Linked DNA regions of Mus musculus: region 2 is linked to region 1. A link is a contact called in public HiChIP or PLAC-seq data. All regions are on one chromosome and are shown on one strand. Each heading gives the region's core, a stretch centred on a gene start, on an enhancer-like site or on the middle of the called end of the contact. The rest is flanking DNA. Distances are from core to core; before and after follow the strand shown.

The links. HiChIP or PLAC-seq counts read pairs in DNA pulled down with a chosen protein or histone mark.
Region 2: a contact with region 1 is called in an HNF4G HiChIP or PLAC-seq map of pancreatic cancer cells. The contact joins two enhancer-like sites. A contact is called at or near these places in 1 of 484 Hi-C or Micro-C datasets (nephron progenitors), 5 of 115 datasets of contacts at active chromatin or transcription factors (embryonic midbrain, embryonic stem cells, pancreatic cancer cells and 1 more) and 1 of 9 other capture datasets (adipose tissue).

The regions. Positions count from the first base shown.
Region 1 is chr11:35,873,284-35,881,058 of GRCm38.p6, forward strand. Wwc1 (WW, C2 and coiled-coil domain containing 1) reads right to left here. Exons shown (of 23, transcript NM_170779.2): 10 at 3,246-3,335; 11 at 2,331-2,869. Among named protein-coding and RNA genes, the nearest start is that of Rars, 43 kb to the left of the region's middle. Within about 2 kb of position 4,563, at least 66 of the 459 cell types and tissues checked have an H3K27ac peak or open chromatin away from gene starts, as enhancers often do. A contact at or near this core is called in pancreatic cancer cells and trophoblast stem cells, where this site is marked.
Region 2 is chr11:35,952,894-35,960,668 of GRCm38.p6, forward strand. All of the region lies in intron 1 of Wwc1 (WW, C2 and coiled-coil domain containing 1), which reads right to left. Among named protein-coding and RNA genes, the nearest start is that of Wwc1, 24 kb to the right of the region's middle. Within about 2 kb of position 2,843, at least 28 of the 459 cell types and tissues checked have an H3K27ac peak or open chromatin away from gene starts, as enhancers often do. A contact at or near this core is called in pancreatic cancer cells and trophoblast stem cells, where this site is marked.

The sequences.
Region 1 (7,775 bases), core at 3,313-5,812:
GGGAAGAGGATGCAGCCTTAGCCATCTCCTCCTCCTCTTCTCTCCCTCTCTTCCTTAGCAGAGGTCTCTGGCTGGGGTCAGAAGGGGAGGGGGAGGGGGAGGGGGAGAGGGGGAGGGGGAGAGGGGGAGAATACTATTGTTTTCTAGGTCCCTCCTATATACTTGGGGCAAATTAACAGACCCTGCATCTTCAGGGAAAGCAAGGGAAGAGGATGCAGCCTTAGCCATCTCCTCCTCCTCTTCTCTCCCTCTCTTCCTTAGCAGAGGTCTCTGGCTGGGGTCATAACTGGGCTCTTTGCATGTGGTACACGTCTCCTCCATGCCCCAAAAATGAGTACCCATAGTGTGCAGGGCCCACTGCTACAGAAGTGAGCATAGGAGATAGAGCGCTGCAAAGGTGACAAAGTCACGCCTTGCCAGCCACGAAGGTCAGCTCTAGGTATTTCACATACAGACAAATAAATACTCCTCCTAAGCAATGGTGCGCTCCAGGCCCCGGGAGAAGACCTGGGGGCTTGGTGTATGGTGTGGTGCACAGAGACTGGGGTTTTGGCAGGCTGGGGAGACAGGTCAGTGGTTAGGAGAGTCTTAGAGACACATCTGGTGCTAGAGATGAGGAAAAAGCTTTCCCAGCCTTGCGCCATACCCGCTGAGCCCCGGGGAGACTTCCCACCCTCATCTTCTGCGCCGTCCCCCCCCCCCATCTTCACCCTCCGCTAAACCACTTAAGGAGATTAATTTGTCTGGTGACTGAACGGCAGCACTAATCGCATAACCTGCTTAGCGTTGGAGCTCTGCCTGGCACTGCTTGGAGGGGGGAGCTGCTGGAGATAGCGTGAAAGAAACACGTCCCTCACCTCGCGCTATCTCTTCCTTATGAGTCCCAAAGTCCAACATCGGGAGGGGACTCAGGAGAGGGTCCCTTCCCAGGACCTGGTTGCGGTCTGAGTGTCCCGATGTGGTCCTGGATTCTTAACAGAGACACTAATCTTAAGCCACGGCAGAGGTTCTACCGCCCCCACTTCTCTCTGGGGATCAGTCTGCCGAAGCTTACCACCTGCAGTAGGAGGAGGCTTCTTGTTTGTATTTTTGTTTGAGAGAACTCGGTGGTGGGATTCCCTTCCTGCTGAGGGAACCCCAGGGACCTCTCAGCTCCTCTTTAAAGAAATGGCTGTTCAGGACCTTTAGTTAAAGGAAAACCTCACTCCCCCACACTGCACACGGACACTTCCAGGCACAGTAGCCACACGACCGTCCATCCTTAAAAACAATACATGTGTCACAAAGGTGTGATCTGCAAATGGGTCAACATACAGCAGGTCCCAAACCTCCTCTGCCTTCACCCAAACACCAAAGCCAATGCTACTGTCGATAGGACGCTGTGGGTGCTAGGTAGTGTGCTTAATGTCTAGGTGGGCCTAGCAAGTACCAAGGGAGTCACACATTTTGGGGACAATGAGCTACCTCCGATTCTAATGATAAGGCATGACAAAAAAGAAACTGGAATCCGAGATCAGAAAGACCTAGCTTCCATGGCTAGCTTATTTGCTGTGAGGGCAACCCCAGCCAAGGGATGCTACCTCTCGGAACCTCTGCTTTCTCATCTATGAAATGCGCAGAGAAGAAACAACTCATTTTTTTTTCTTTAATACCCACTGAGTTGTCTCACCAGCCCGCGTTTTTTCTTTTCTTCCTCTTTTTTTTTTTTTTTTTTTTTTTTGTATTTTGAGAAAAGATCTCGAAGCTTCCAATACATAGTGGAGGATGACTTCGCATTCCTGTCTTCATGCCCCTTGCCCCTAAGTGCCAGGGTAACAGCTGAACACTGCTACACCCTCTCATGCCCCCCCTCCCCCAGCCCCTCTCACCATTTAAGCCTCAATCCATTCCGACCTGGCTGTCTCACCTCCACCCAAAGGCTCTCCCATGTATCCTGTTGTATACCCCCTTCCCTTGCTGGTACGTCTCTAATGCCTGTGGCTCCGACGGAACCCAAGCTTTGCAGCAGCAGGGGAGGGCAGCCGTGTCTGCTGTCAACACTGATCCTTCAGCAGTCACCTTCGCTCATCGATGGAAAGCTTCGATGAATTAATCCATTCACGCTCAATTAAGCCCAGGGTCTGGGTTCATTTTAGTAGGCGCTAAATATCTGTTGAATGAAATCCGCCACAGCAAAACAAAAACCCTAGCCCAGGACATAGCCCATTCTACATTTGTCAGTGTTTACCGAATAAATAATCAACCACATCAAGACCCAGCCATCAACAGTCAGGACCGGTCACAGGAATCTCCTGCTTCCTGGTTCCCCACAAGGACATCGTGCGCCTTACCTTGGCCCAGTGGCTTGCCCTCAGGTCCTGGTTCCTCCAGCCGGTATCTTTCCTGGGTGCCGCTACCGCCGAGGTTCAGCTCACAGAGAGTGGTACTCAGCTCTGTGTCTTCAAACTCCAGCGGGGCCAGGAAGGCATCTCCAGTCAGGAGGGGATCAGTGATGAGAGGGGAACAGGGAGGGGATGGGGAGGAGAGAGATGAGCGTGGAGACAGGGAGGTCATGGACCTTGGAGTGCCAGATAGGGAGCGCAGGGCCTGCAGGCGGCTGCCTCCCTCTGCCTTCTGGGTCTTGGCCACCTCATCCTCGTGGATGGTGGTGATGCAGCCTGAGGGCCGGAAGCCCGTGGCACCCTCCAGGAACAGCAGCTCCACCTTGCTCTGGAGCTCCGAGTCCAACTGCTCGAACGGGTCATAATAGAGGTCAGTGAAGCTGGCTGAGGTGGAGGAGTCCAGGCTAGAGGCGGCCAGGGAGCCCCGGCTGGAGGTGAGTGACCCAGGGCTACTGCCTGAAGACAGGGACTGCATGCTGCTTGAGAGGCTGGGGACAGGGAAAGGAGAGAGATAACACGGAGTGAGGAGGCCAGGGGCCACTCCACCGGGCTCTGGAACTATGTGCATCCGTCTGCCTAGCCCACTTGACAGCCTAAGTTGGACCGGCACCCAATTTCACTGAGGAGAAATTGCTATCAACATGGGCAAGAAGGCAGATGTGATATGCTTTCAGACCCACGGGCATCTTTTAGGGGCCATCTCTGTGTGTACAGTGCCAAGGGATGAAGCACCCGGTGGCCAGCCACCCTAGCCAAGCCTGCATATGCTAGAATGACCAGCTTCTAAATGTCTTTCCTCAAGCTAAGGTGGACCAGAGGATCCTGAAGGGCATCATGGAGCTGGGTCACCTCCTGGCCACCCACCTTTTCAACTGGGAGTGCAGGGTAGCCACCTGCCGAGTGGCTTCCTCCAGTTCTCGCACCAGCTGGTTCCTCTTGCTATTTAACTTCAGCCTGAGGGAGAGGAGGCAAGACAGTAACACTCCAAAGGGCTGCAGTGCTCCAGCTCCCAAAAACGGCCTAATAGGTGCACTCGCCAGCCCAGGCGCACAGGCACAGGAACTGGGTCGTAACAACGCGCTCCGGTGTAGTGGATAGGCACAGACTGTTTTATACAAATTCTATAGGAAGTGTGCAGCCCCTGCCACACCTGAGAGACTAAGCTAGGGGCCTTAACACACTGCATCGATTCAGGACGTAATGTATGTGCCCGGGGAGAATGACTTCAACAGTTTTATAAATGAGGAAAATTTGAGGCTCTTAATTACATCGTTTACTCAAAATTATTGACTAAGTGGAAGAATTAGGATGCCACCAAACTACCATTCTTTCAACTGCTACCCCATTCCCCTCCTCCCCTCCTTCCTTTCCCCAACTAATATTTACCCAGGTGACACTGGATGCTGTTCCTGGCACCAGGGACACAGCAACGAGGGAAAAAGAGAACTCGTTGCTTCTTATACAGAGCATGGAAGGTGGAAGACAACAGGCATCTAATTAGTGCATGGTGTAACAAGGTCCGAAAAAAAAAGGACAAAAACAAACAAACAAACAAACAAACAAACAAACGCAGAGCAAGGAATCCCTAACTGAGATCAAGCAAATGGCTTCATGATCATCTTTCTATCACCTACGCTTGTCTGTGTCTTCCTGGGTTCCCAGGATCAAAGCTGAATCACTTTCCCAGGTTCCCTAACATCTGGCTGAGGCACGTGAGCAAGTTCTGGCCAGTGGAATACGAGCAGAAACCACGTAGACAAGCAGACCGAAGTGGTTAAGGAAAGTGTTTTCTGCTCCGTCTCTGTGGCCTTAAAGGGGGGCAGACAAGCGGTGGGCTCTTCAACAAGGGAGGCTGCCAGTTTCCAGGAGTTCTAAGATATTATCTGGGTGAGAAGCAGACGTCAAGAGTGCTTATCCACAGAGATTTGGGGCTATTCCTCGCAGCAGCTGGATCAAACTAAATTAGGGAAACTGAAGTGGCTCACTAGACAGAAGGGAGTTAGGAAGAAAGGAAGGAAGGAAGGGAGGGGGAGGGAGGGAGGGAAGGGGGAGGGAGGGAAGGAGGGAGGGAGGGGGGAGGGTCTTTTCCTAGATGACGTGGCTGAGTTCACTCACTCAGCCGAGGGGCCGGGATGATGAATTTCCATGTCAACATGACTCATTGCTCCTCTGTCACCCTGCTGGCTCCCTTGACTCAGGAAGGGACCAAGAACTCAGCCAGCCCAGTCTACGGCCAGAGGGCCTGGGTTGGTTTTCACATAAAATCAAACCAAACTAGCCAGGCCCCTAGCAATATTAGACCAGAGGTAGCCTCAGAAACAACTGGAGAGCAGAGGGGGGTGTGTCGGGCTTGTAAGTGGGCAAGCAGACCCGCGAAATCACTCATAGGATAACCAGAGTGGTAGGCTAACTGCTCCTGGCATGACGCTTGTCCAACTCACTCTCTAAAGCCTTCTTTCCAGACACTTGCCTGGGGCTGATAGGGACAGAAGGCAGGCTGGCAGATGGGGGCCTGTAATGGAGAAACCCCAGAGTTCTCTCGATGGAGTGCATTAGACTGTGGAGTGCCCCATCCCTCTCTAAGAGCACAGCCCATAAAGGAAGATAAGCGTGGGGTCACGAGGTGGAGCTTGTGGTTTCTACAGAGCAAGCCAGGGTACACCAGGATCAGACACAGACCCTCCCTGGAGACTAGGCAGGATGGAGACGGAACTGTCGTTGGACTGAGCATGGCACAGGGTAGTCACAGACAGTAACACACAGGTGCAGGGCTCCCCTCTCAGCAGCAGCAGGCTTAGCAGGCCAGATGGCATGTGATGGACGTGCCCAGCACATGCTGGGAGGCTGTGAATACATCAATCATGGAGATAGGAAGAAGATCCAGGGGGTGAGGCCTAAGTGCCCACAAGCTATAGCTTCGCACCTGGGATGCTGGTTAAAAATGCAATAGCCTGGGCTGTATCTCGGGCCTGAAGAATTGGTCCCTATGATCCGACAAGCATCCTGTATGACTGCACACCAGCTCTGACACATGGCTGGTCGAGAGCAAGGCACAGGGAATGTAAAGAATGTGAAGGCAGTTCTGAGAGACACAGGGAGGGGAGAAGGAAGGAGAAATGTAAAAAGGGGCACAGGAGAGGTGAAGGGGAGAGAAGACAGAGAAAGGGACACAGAAAGACAGACAAAGGGAGACAGAGGAGAGAGAGACAGAGAGAGGGAAGGAGAGATAGAGGGAGAGAAGGAAGGAGGGGAGGAGGGAGGGAGGGAAAGAGAGAGCTTACAGAGAAAGAAAGCAGGAATTTGGAGGCCCAGCAGTGAAGACAGACAGACAGACAGACAGGGATCAGAATCATATCTCTAGGTATCAGTTCCTTCCCGACACTTCCTGTGGCTTCTCTCCTTGGCCCCCTCTTAGGGCACACGTGGCCCTTGTTCCCTGTGCTCCCTGCCGTCCCAGCTGCTGCATTTCCCCCAGGGACCTTGCCCTCCAGGACCTCTGTGTGGTCTGATCAATGGAGCAGCGGAGAGTGTAGGCTCCCTAGACTGGCTTGGGGAGTCAATACTCCATCAAAGCTCCTGGACCTTTGAAAGATGGAGTTGAAGGCAATATGGAAAGGCCTTCTGAGTGTGCAGCTGCTTAAAGTTAGTAAGGACTTGAATCCCAAGTATGGTTGCTTCTAATCTCAGCTCTGTCACTGGGTGGTGTTAGGTGGGCCTCGATTTCCTCATCTGTAAAACGGGTTGCTCTCAAGTTACTAGGTCTGGCACATTCAGTACACCTGAGAGGCACATAAAAGAACCTCTGGCATAAAAAAAAAAAAAAAAAAAAAAAGAACCTCTGGTTCTAGTTTCAGGAAAGAAAACCTTTGACAGTAGGTCAACACCTTGATTCACAATCTGGTACTCAGGGGCTTTGCCTCCTTTTTTCTCTATGAAGCAAATGAAGCTCCTATTGGAAGCATAGATAAGGTGTCTCTTTTGACCTAGCAAGAATCAAGTAGAGCTATGATCAATGTATTCTCTTTAGCTTTTGGCAGAGAAGATGATGGACAGCCAAAGGCCCCCAGGGACAGTCAATGGGTCTAGTGGTAGGTAAGAATACAGGAACTGGCCCAAAGGCCCAATAAAGACCTGCCCAGGCTACCCAACCATTTATATTTTACACAAACACTACAGGTACAGGACATATAGACAGAACCCTTAACGCCAAAGAGTATGGCTCCAGGAAAACCAGTAACAGTGCCTTTGGGCAAGTGCTTCTGAGGGCTATAAAGCAAAAATTATTTAAGGCCCACTGTTTTCATTCTTATACTGGTGATGGGTCAGAGCTAGCTAGTCATTCCTGCCAGGAGAGGACAGAAGGCAAGTGGATAGATTCTAGATGTCCCTGTTAGTAGTTCTGATCATGTGCTTGGTTGGGAAAGATTGGTCCAGTTAGCAATCAAGGGGTTCTTTGAGGCGCCAAGGGGCTGGGCAGAGGCTGAACACCCATCAGACATTAGTGAAAGTGGAGCTTACTCAGTAGCAAGGATGCATTTGCAAGCTGGGTGCTTTAGAGGTCAGAGGCTGCAGGGCTATGTTCCCAGAGCACACACAGACACCTGGCAATCCCTGAGGGCTTCTCCTGAGGCGCAGGCATGCTACCCTGCTTTACAAACTAGGCTTGTACCTTGCATTGCTGGGAAAGTGAATCCCCTCCCTTGCTCCTGCTCCTGAACAATTACACACATTTGAAAATGACTGTGTGTGGGTGGGTGCGTATATGCCTGTACAAATATTATTAAATCATAAAGAGAGAGAGAGAGAGAATGAAATACTGCTATTTGGAGTGAGATAGATGGATCTGGAAGATGCCGTGTTAAATGAAATCAACTGGGCATAGATAAACACTGCATGTCCTCATTTTAGAAGCTATAAAAACCAATCTCACAGCAGCAGAGAAGAGCTGTGGTCACTGGGCAGGCTAGAGGGAGGTCAGATAATGAATCCCAAAAGACATTCACATGGGGAATTAGTTCTGGTGTTCTCTTGAAGTTGGGTAGCTGCAGCGAACAACCTGCAATCTATTTCAAAGCAGCGAGGAGACTCTGAAGGCTCCTAATTCAGAGATGATAAATGTGAAGAGTAGAAATGCCAATTATCCTGGTGTCCCCATCATTCACGGTGGACATATGCTGAAATATCATCCTGTTTTGTAAATATTTACACGCACTATTTATATTGATATACAAAAACAAAATGAAAGATCACCAGCTTCAACTCTGCTCTCTTTAAGGGAGAGGTGGGGAAACACAGCTCTAGGTCTACTATGGACAAAATGAGAACAGTCAGAAGAGGCTTGCAAATCACTGAAACGTACTCTCCCCCTCCCCATTGTGTTATCATTCTCTCTCT
Region 2 (7,775 bases), core at 1,593-4,092, 78 kb after region 1:
GGTCTTCTCCGCAAGGCATGAATGTTTAAGGGCAGTGGGATGGTGCCCATGGCGCACGCTGGCTGACATGACAGGGTAACAGATGCCATGGCAAATGGAGTCACCAGACTGAGACTGTGCCAGTACTTTCCTAGCAAGGAGAAGAGGAGAGGTGGCATGGCGACTCTATCGACAAGCACTCTGCTGCTTGAGACCAACCAAGAGTCTTGATCAGGTGGCCTGAGTGGAGGGTGGGTCTGGTCATATAACTTAGAGACTCTGTTCACAGGAAACAGTGTCCCTTACAGCCAAGGTCCATGCTGACTACTGTGTAGATGGTAACACCTGCCTCTGGATGGTCAGCAGTGAGGAGATGGGTGAGGAGGACTAACCTGGTCAAGACTGTGAGGCTGCCATCTTTCCAAGAGCAGCCTGCAGTTCACAGCTCACAGAGCAGAACCCGGGTTCTCTTACTGTGAGTCCCAGCTCGGCCTTGAGATGCTCAGTCACACTGACCTAATCACTTCACCCTTTACAGGGCTTCTGAGCCCACTTCTCTCTCCAGCAGCTGTGCCTCATGGGCTGCCCTCTGTAGGAAGGCGTTTGTGTCCACCCATGGCTCTGACTTCTCAAGGGCAGCCTATATCCTGAGCTGATCTGCATGAATGCAGCGCTTTGATTGGGGCTCTCCTGCTTCCTGGGTTCTTTAGAACGTGACAGGCATGTTATCTTCATCAATAACCCAACAGAATCATTGCACACTTTTCTGGAAGGGGGAAAAGCTGCCAACTTAAGGGTATCCTGGCGCCATTTACCCTTTATGGCCTCATTTTCTTTAGGCAAAGTATCAATAAGCTCTTGGCTGTTCATTCTTCAGTCAGGCCAGGTCCTAAGTTCCCCCTTCATTGACAGGAAGCAAAAGCAGAAGCCCTGAGCATTGATTCCTGCCACCTCCAGGTTATCTGTAGTCTTCTCAAGCCAAAGCCTCGGGGCAAGTCTTTCTGAAGTCAAGAGAATTCTGGTTGCCTAACTAGTCGACTGCAGATGGAAGGATTTACCCTGCCAGGTTTTGAGAAGCACGGAGAAGACCCCAGATGAATGACCCATTCCTCATGCTCTGAGCCCTATAACTAACAGCCCATATCACACATGCATGTCATGATCAGATACACGGGGCAAGGAGAAACAAATGACCTAATGGCCAAGTGACAGACTAGACTGGAGGGAGGGGTCTGGAAGGCCAGTGGCCACTCAGAGGTATGTGACCATCAACTGGGGTTTTCTATGGACACTGAAGAATCAGGAGGTACTTCTGGGAAGGGCAGCAATGCGCTCTTCAATTTCTGGAAGAAAATTCCAAAAGTAGGGGCTAGGGATGTAGCTCAGTTGGTAAAGTGTTTGCCTCACATGTTCAATCCTAGCCCTGAATAGAACAGGTGTGGTGGGATACACCGTAATCCAGCACTCAGATGGTGGGAGCAGAAGACCATCCTTGGCTAAACAGTAAGCTCGACACCAGCAAGACCATCTCAAGGAAGCAAATTCCAAAGGGAGTCGGCTCACCCTGACAGGTAATTCCCACAGTAGCTGAAACAGTAAGTGACATCTCAGATCAGTCAGTGACCATGGCCAGAAAGTGAACTGGGTCAGAAGACCTGAACTGTTCCAAGTGTCTGTCAGTCATGTCCTTAGATCTGCAGGCACACAAGGGCAAAATCGCCAGTTACTTGTTTTTGTACCAACAAACGTGGCATAAAACTGTCACACCCCAGCAACCTAGACACCGATTCCCATCTTATTATCCTAAAGCAAAAGTAACAAAGCCAGAAAGCTCTCAGCTCACACCATGTTCATAAGTAGCATCACACCGGCATTGCTGGCAATGGCTGAAAGGTGGAAGTCACACAGTGTCCACCCACAGACGAGGGAAAACCACAGCGGGATCTGGAGCTCGCCAGTCACGAAAGAGATGGATGTGGTGTATTTCTACATACGCCATGTACCTCGAGCCATCAGCTACATTAGGAGCTTAAGCAGGGACAGAAGCAGAAACCACAAAAGGAAAATCGCTTGCAGTTATCTCCTGTAGGCTCACGCTCAATCTGCCTTCTTACACCGTCCTAAGGAATACAGCCTCCCAAGGTAGGCTTGACCTGCCAATATCAACAACCAAGACAACTCCCGGCAATCCCTCAGTGAGACTCCCTCCTCGATAACTTGGGCTATGTCAAGTTGACAGTTAAGGGTGGCTAGGGCATGTGCTATGCATAGCTGTCATAATTTATCTTTTTTAAGGAAGAGAAGGAGGGAAGAAATGGAGGGAGGAGGTAAAAAGGAGAGGGAGGACAGCAGGCAGGCACACAGGCTTGGACAGCATGGCTCACATGACCTGTGGGCACTCAGGGCTCTGCCAGACATACACTTCTTCCTCCTCCTCCTTTGTCCAGCAGCTTTCCATTACTACAAACATACCTGCTCCTGCTTTACCTAGGCTCCTTTTAACATCTAAATATCCAAGGGTGGCATCTCTATCCCCTCCAGTGTTCTAAGGCACCAGAGTTCCTGATGACCAACAACGATCCCATCTGTCACTCCAGCATCCCATCTAGTTTTCTCCAACACCAGCAAACACGGTCCAAAGTCCCCGCTGGGATCCCATTTGAGCTTGGAGATTTCCAGAAAAGTCTACATGGCAAGAACAGCCAGGGGTGGGTTATCCTTTGGTTGTTATTTAAGGTGGGCCTCCTATCCTAGGGGCCTATGTGTAGGAGACAGGTGGTCCCAATGCAGAGTACAGAGGGAAGCCTGGGAGGTCAGCTCTTCTGCCTACTTGTTTCCTTGTCAGTGATTCATAGAAGTCCAGGACTGGAATGAGGAAGTGGATCCAGGAGTCCACCCCCTGCTGAGAGCCACCAAGCTTGCTCTACCGGATCTTGTCACTTCTTCACATAACTCAGCTATCAGGTATTTATTTGCCCAAGCGGCCCTGTCTTGTCTTGATGAATGTGTCTGTAATTATTAAAGCTCCTTTCTGGGGACTCTGCTCGGGCCACTCTAGCTCTGTTCTGAGAACTCTATGGTATAACTTTGCTACTCTGTTACTTCTAACCTGCCACTGAACCGAGTTAGAGTAAATCTCTCCTAGGCAATCTATATATCTGAGTCTTACTCCCAGCCTGACTGTCATCTCCCTTTGTTTTCTTTCATTTTATTGCAAAGGTTTTTTGTTGTTGTTTGGTTGGGGTTTTTTTTTTTTTGTATTTTGTTTTTTGCATTTTATTGGAGATTGAATCCGGAGCCTTTACACATCTTAAGACAAGTCGTCTAACACTGAGTTACACCCAAACCAATATCCACCTTTAAACTGGAGTATTCTGACTGATGGAGACAGGGTCTTACTATGTAGACCAGGTTGGCCCTCTGTGCTAGGATTAAAAGTGTGCACCATTATGCCCAGTCAGTGTATTTATTTCTAATGGATCACAGACATGAGTAGCTTTAGGTCAGCCTTCTACCCCCTTGTTTTTTATCTGTTTCATCTCTGTCTTGATTCCTTGTGCCTACTTTTCAGCCTTTGAAGAACTTACCCACAATGCATCATTACTACGTCTGCTTTAGTTTTAATGCTCAAATCTCTTTTAGCACAATGAAGAAAGCACGTCTTTTAAAGCTGGGTCCACTGGCAGCCAACTGGAGAGGCTGTGGCAGGTGGCAGGAAGGTTGTAAGTTCAAAGTCAACCTAGACTGCATTGTGAGACTTTGAATCAAAAACAAAGAAAGCAACCCTCCTTGTGTTTCTGGGTCAAGCACGGAGTCAAGCTTGTCTGCCAAGAATTTAACTTTTTTTGTGTGTGTGTGTTGTGGTTCTCCTGGCGATAATTTCTCTCACACTTATACTTCCTTTGAAGATGTCTGCATTTTCACCTCATTTCTCCGAGGACACTGTTTTACAGGACACAGAACTACAGGGTGGCATTCCTTCCCTCCCCTTTCAGCACCTTTGGGATTTCACCCCATCCTTCATTGGCTACCACTGCGACCATCCGACCCTGAGGTCGTCAGCTCGTCTCACTGTTCTCCACTGGCCAGCCCTTCTTGTCTTCCTTCGTGCTGTTTTCCAGACTCCATCAGACTCTCACCCCCTTCCCAGTCTTCACTGGTTTGAATTGATGTGTTCAGGAGTAGGTCTTTGTATAAGGAACCGCCCGTTCTGCTTGGACTCCGCTGTTTCTTGGATCTGGGGGTTGGTATTTTCATTAGCTGTAAAAGCTTCTGGTCTTTATGCATTCATGTCTACATGTAGCACCCCACCCCAAACAGTCCTCTGCATCTCCTTTATGAATGCTAAAACACATTTTTTAAGATTTTGTGTGTGTGTGTGTGTGTGTGTGTGTGTGTGTGTGTGTGTGTGTGTGTGTGGTGGGATGCACCCTGAAAGTCTAGAAGGAGTCTGATCCTCTGGGGCTGGCTAGAGTTACAAGCAGCTGTGAGCTGTGTGGCTTGGATGCTGAGAACCAAACTCTAGTCCTCTATAAGAAGAGCAAGAGGTCTTAATCACTGAGCCAGATCACCAAATTCTAAATACACATTCACCTTCCCTCCCCTCCCCTCCCCTCCCCTGTTTTTTGGAGACAGTGTCTATGTAGCCTTGACTGCTTTATAATGCCCCACAGACCACTAAGGCTCTACCCCTTCCGCAGCTTTCTCCTTATTCTTTTCTGGTCTGACACTTTATCATAGGTGCTCATCCATGCTCTCGGTCTCTCCCCTACAGTATCTAGACTTAAATTCATCTAGCACATTTTCTCTTTCTAATATGGAATTTCTCATCTGGATATTTTATCTCTCTTGACTTTCTGTCCTTGAAATCATCAAGAATTGTCATAGAACGATTGTTATAAAGTCATTTTCAGCTGATTATACCCCGCCTGGCATCACGGTTTCTATTGCCATTCCTGCAAACCCATTACTTCCCCATTATACATTGCACACGCAGAATGTCAACTTGTTGGACTTTAAAGGATATTAAGTTTTGCCTTGGTAGGCAGTTAATTTACTAACTCGTCAGAGTAATTCCAGTGAGGCTTGCTGTTGAACTAAGAAGTGAATTTACGGGTTTAAAAGAATGACAATATAGAATAAAATGGCATAAGGAGCCTGGGTCCCTGAGGACAGCATGGGGCCAGTATCCCAGCCCTAAATGGCTGAGGGTAAGGAGGAAGGGAGGAAATTACAGAAAGGTGTCACTATGGACCTCTGGCTGCCCTTGATCTTCAGATCCCCTGCTGCAATCTGCTGCAATTACAGGTTTATTCTATGGTCTTAATCTTTTTGAAAAAAATATAACAAGAAAGCCAACATCTATCTTGCCAGTGAGCCACTACTATTTGACCTACGCTAAGAGCAGCCAAACACTGTTTCTGCTGAAATTACTAGCATTCACTAAGTAACAAGCAGGCCCTGTGAGACGTTGTTGGGGTTAAATCAATTTATATGACAGACAGGGCTCCCCTTTCTTCAGGCTTATTAACTCAGAAAATGGGGGGGGGGAGCATAGCTTGTAGGCCAAATCTGCCATTACCCATCTCCCCAAAACTACTGCTGAGACACAGCCCCCTCTCTTTATTTGCATACTGCCTTCAGCTGCTTTGATGCACCAGAACTGAATGTTTAAGACAAAGTTGGTGTTGTGCACAAAGCGTCAAAGATGTACAGGCCGGACCTTTATTGAAAGACTCCTCCCAGCCTTCATCCACTGAAACAGTTCTCAGACCTGGCTTCACACTCTTCATCAACACGTGGCTGAAGAAGACCTTTACTGACAGCAGGTATCATATCAGAAATGAAAACACAAGAGCTCCACAGGTAAGAGCACTTCCTGTTCTCCCAGAGGACACGTGGTTGGTTCCTAGCAGCCACAGTAGATGGCTCACAACCCACCTGTAACTCCAGCTCCGGGAGATCTGACCCTTTCTTCCGGTATCCACACATATGTTGCATACACTCACACTCATTCACATACACACACAAAAAGGAGTAAACCTTAAAAACAGGAAACAAACAAAACCTCAAACTTCTAAAAGAACAACAACAAAAGAAAGATACCAACCATATAAAGAAACAAAGAGAAAGAAGGAAGGAAGAAGAGAGAAAAGAAAAGGAAAGGAGAGGAGAGGAGAGGAGAGGAGAGGAAAGAAAGAGAGAGAGAGAGCAAGCAAGCAAGCAATCATTTAAATATATAAATATATTCCCTGGGATACAAGATGTCAGAGTGGGAAAAGCCACTTGAAGCCAGAGGTAACAACCTGAGTTCCATTCCTGGAACACACATACTAGAAGGAGAGAACAGACTGCTGGAGGCTATTCTGTGACTCTACGCATGCTCATTCAAGCACATGCACACATGTACACATGCATGTGTACATACACACATAAACAAACAAACAAACACTTTAACAGATAAACTTTAGGCTGACATGACAAAGAAACAACGTGAGTTATCAGCTGGTTGATACAGAGGAAAACCACTGTCCGAGAGAGCGTGTCTCTTGGACCTTGGCCCTCTTCAGAAGCTCCTGAGAGAGTGACTTTTAAACTGGGCCACAAGAACAAGTGTAACTGGGCAAAGGTGGGGAGGGTGGAAGTTCTGCTTTCCTTTTGTACATCTGTTCCTTGGGCCTTGCTAAGGGTGTCCAATCAGGCTTTAAAGAGGAGACTGGGATGGCTTTCTTCCCTGGCATCTTCCATGGAGGAAGCTGTCACCAGGGTCCTTCTGGTGCTCTGAGAAGTGACCCCAGTGGCAGGACACCAAGTGAGAACTATGAAGAGACTCAGGAGACGTGGCTCGTGAACCAGGACACAAAGCTGATTTTCACACCCTTGGCCATCTGCTTTCCGGCTCGTCATTTGTGTCAATAGCTACTGGCTGAAAGCACAGGGCGGTTGGCTTCCCACGGCACTTTCAAGGTTCCGAGCGGCGGCCAGCTCTACGTACTCACGGCTCAAGAGGGACCCTGGAGACCTCCGTGACTGTGCTCCTGATGTATTGCCCTACCAGCTTCTAACTATCACCTCGCTTGTATCTTCCAAGCAAGGCCTTTACCACCCTTGACAAGGCGGAGAAGAAAATGCCCAGGTGATGGAAGGAAGGCAGAGGCAAGAGAATCTGTGAGCTCCAGGCCAGCCTGGTCTAGAAAGTGAGTTCCAGGATGGCCAGGTCTGTCTGTTATACACAGAGCCCTGTTTCAAAAACTCTCTCTCTCTCTCTCTGAAACTCTCTCTCATGTATATGTATATGTATATGTATATGTATATGTATATGTATATGTATACCATGTCTTCAGTAGCAATATAATAACTAGAAGGCAAAAGTAACCCAGGAGAGCCAGAAACGAGTGTGCAAGCACAATGTGGTATACAGGTCCAAGGGAAATCAGTCAGTCTTTAAAAGGAAGGAAACAGAGATACAGCCTACCACCCGGATGAATCCTGAGGGTAGCGTGCTAGGTAAAACAGCCAGGCCCAGAGACCGATGCATTGAGTCCCTCACACAGCATCCACAGAGAAGTCAAATTCACAGAGGCAGGAGGTAGAACAGTGGCTGCCACGGGCTGTGTGGAGGGAGCACTAGGGAGCTGCCACTTAATGGATGTCCGGTTTTGGAGCTGGTAGGTCAATCCCAGAGCCTCCCAAGTCCTAAGTGGACACTGACTCTGATCACATCCCCTGGCTCCAACCCCAGAGTGACAGATATACAAAATAAAGTATGTCCCCAAGGTGGTCAGTGGAAACAGTTA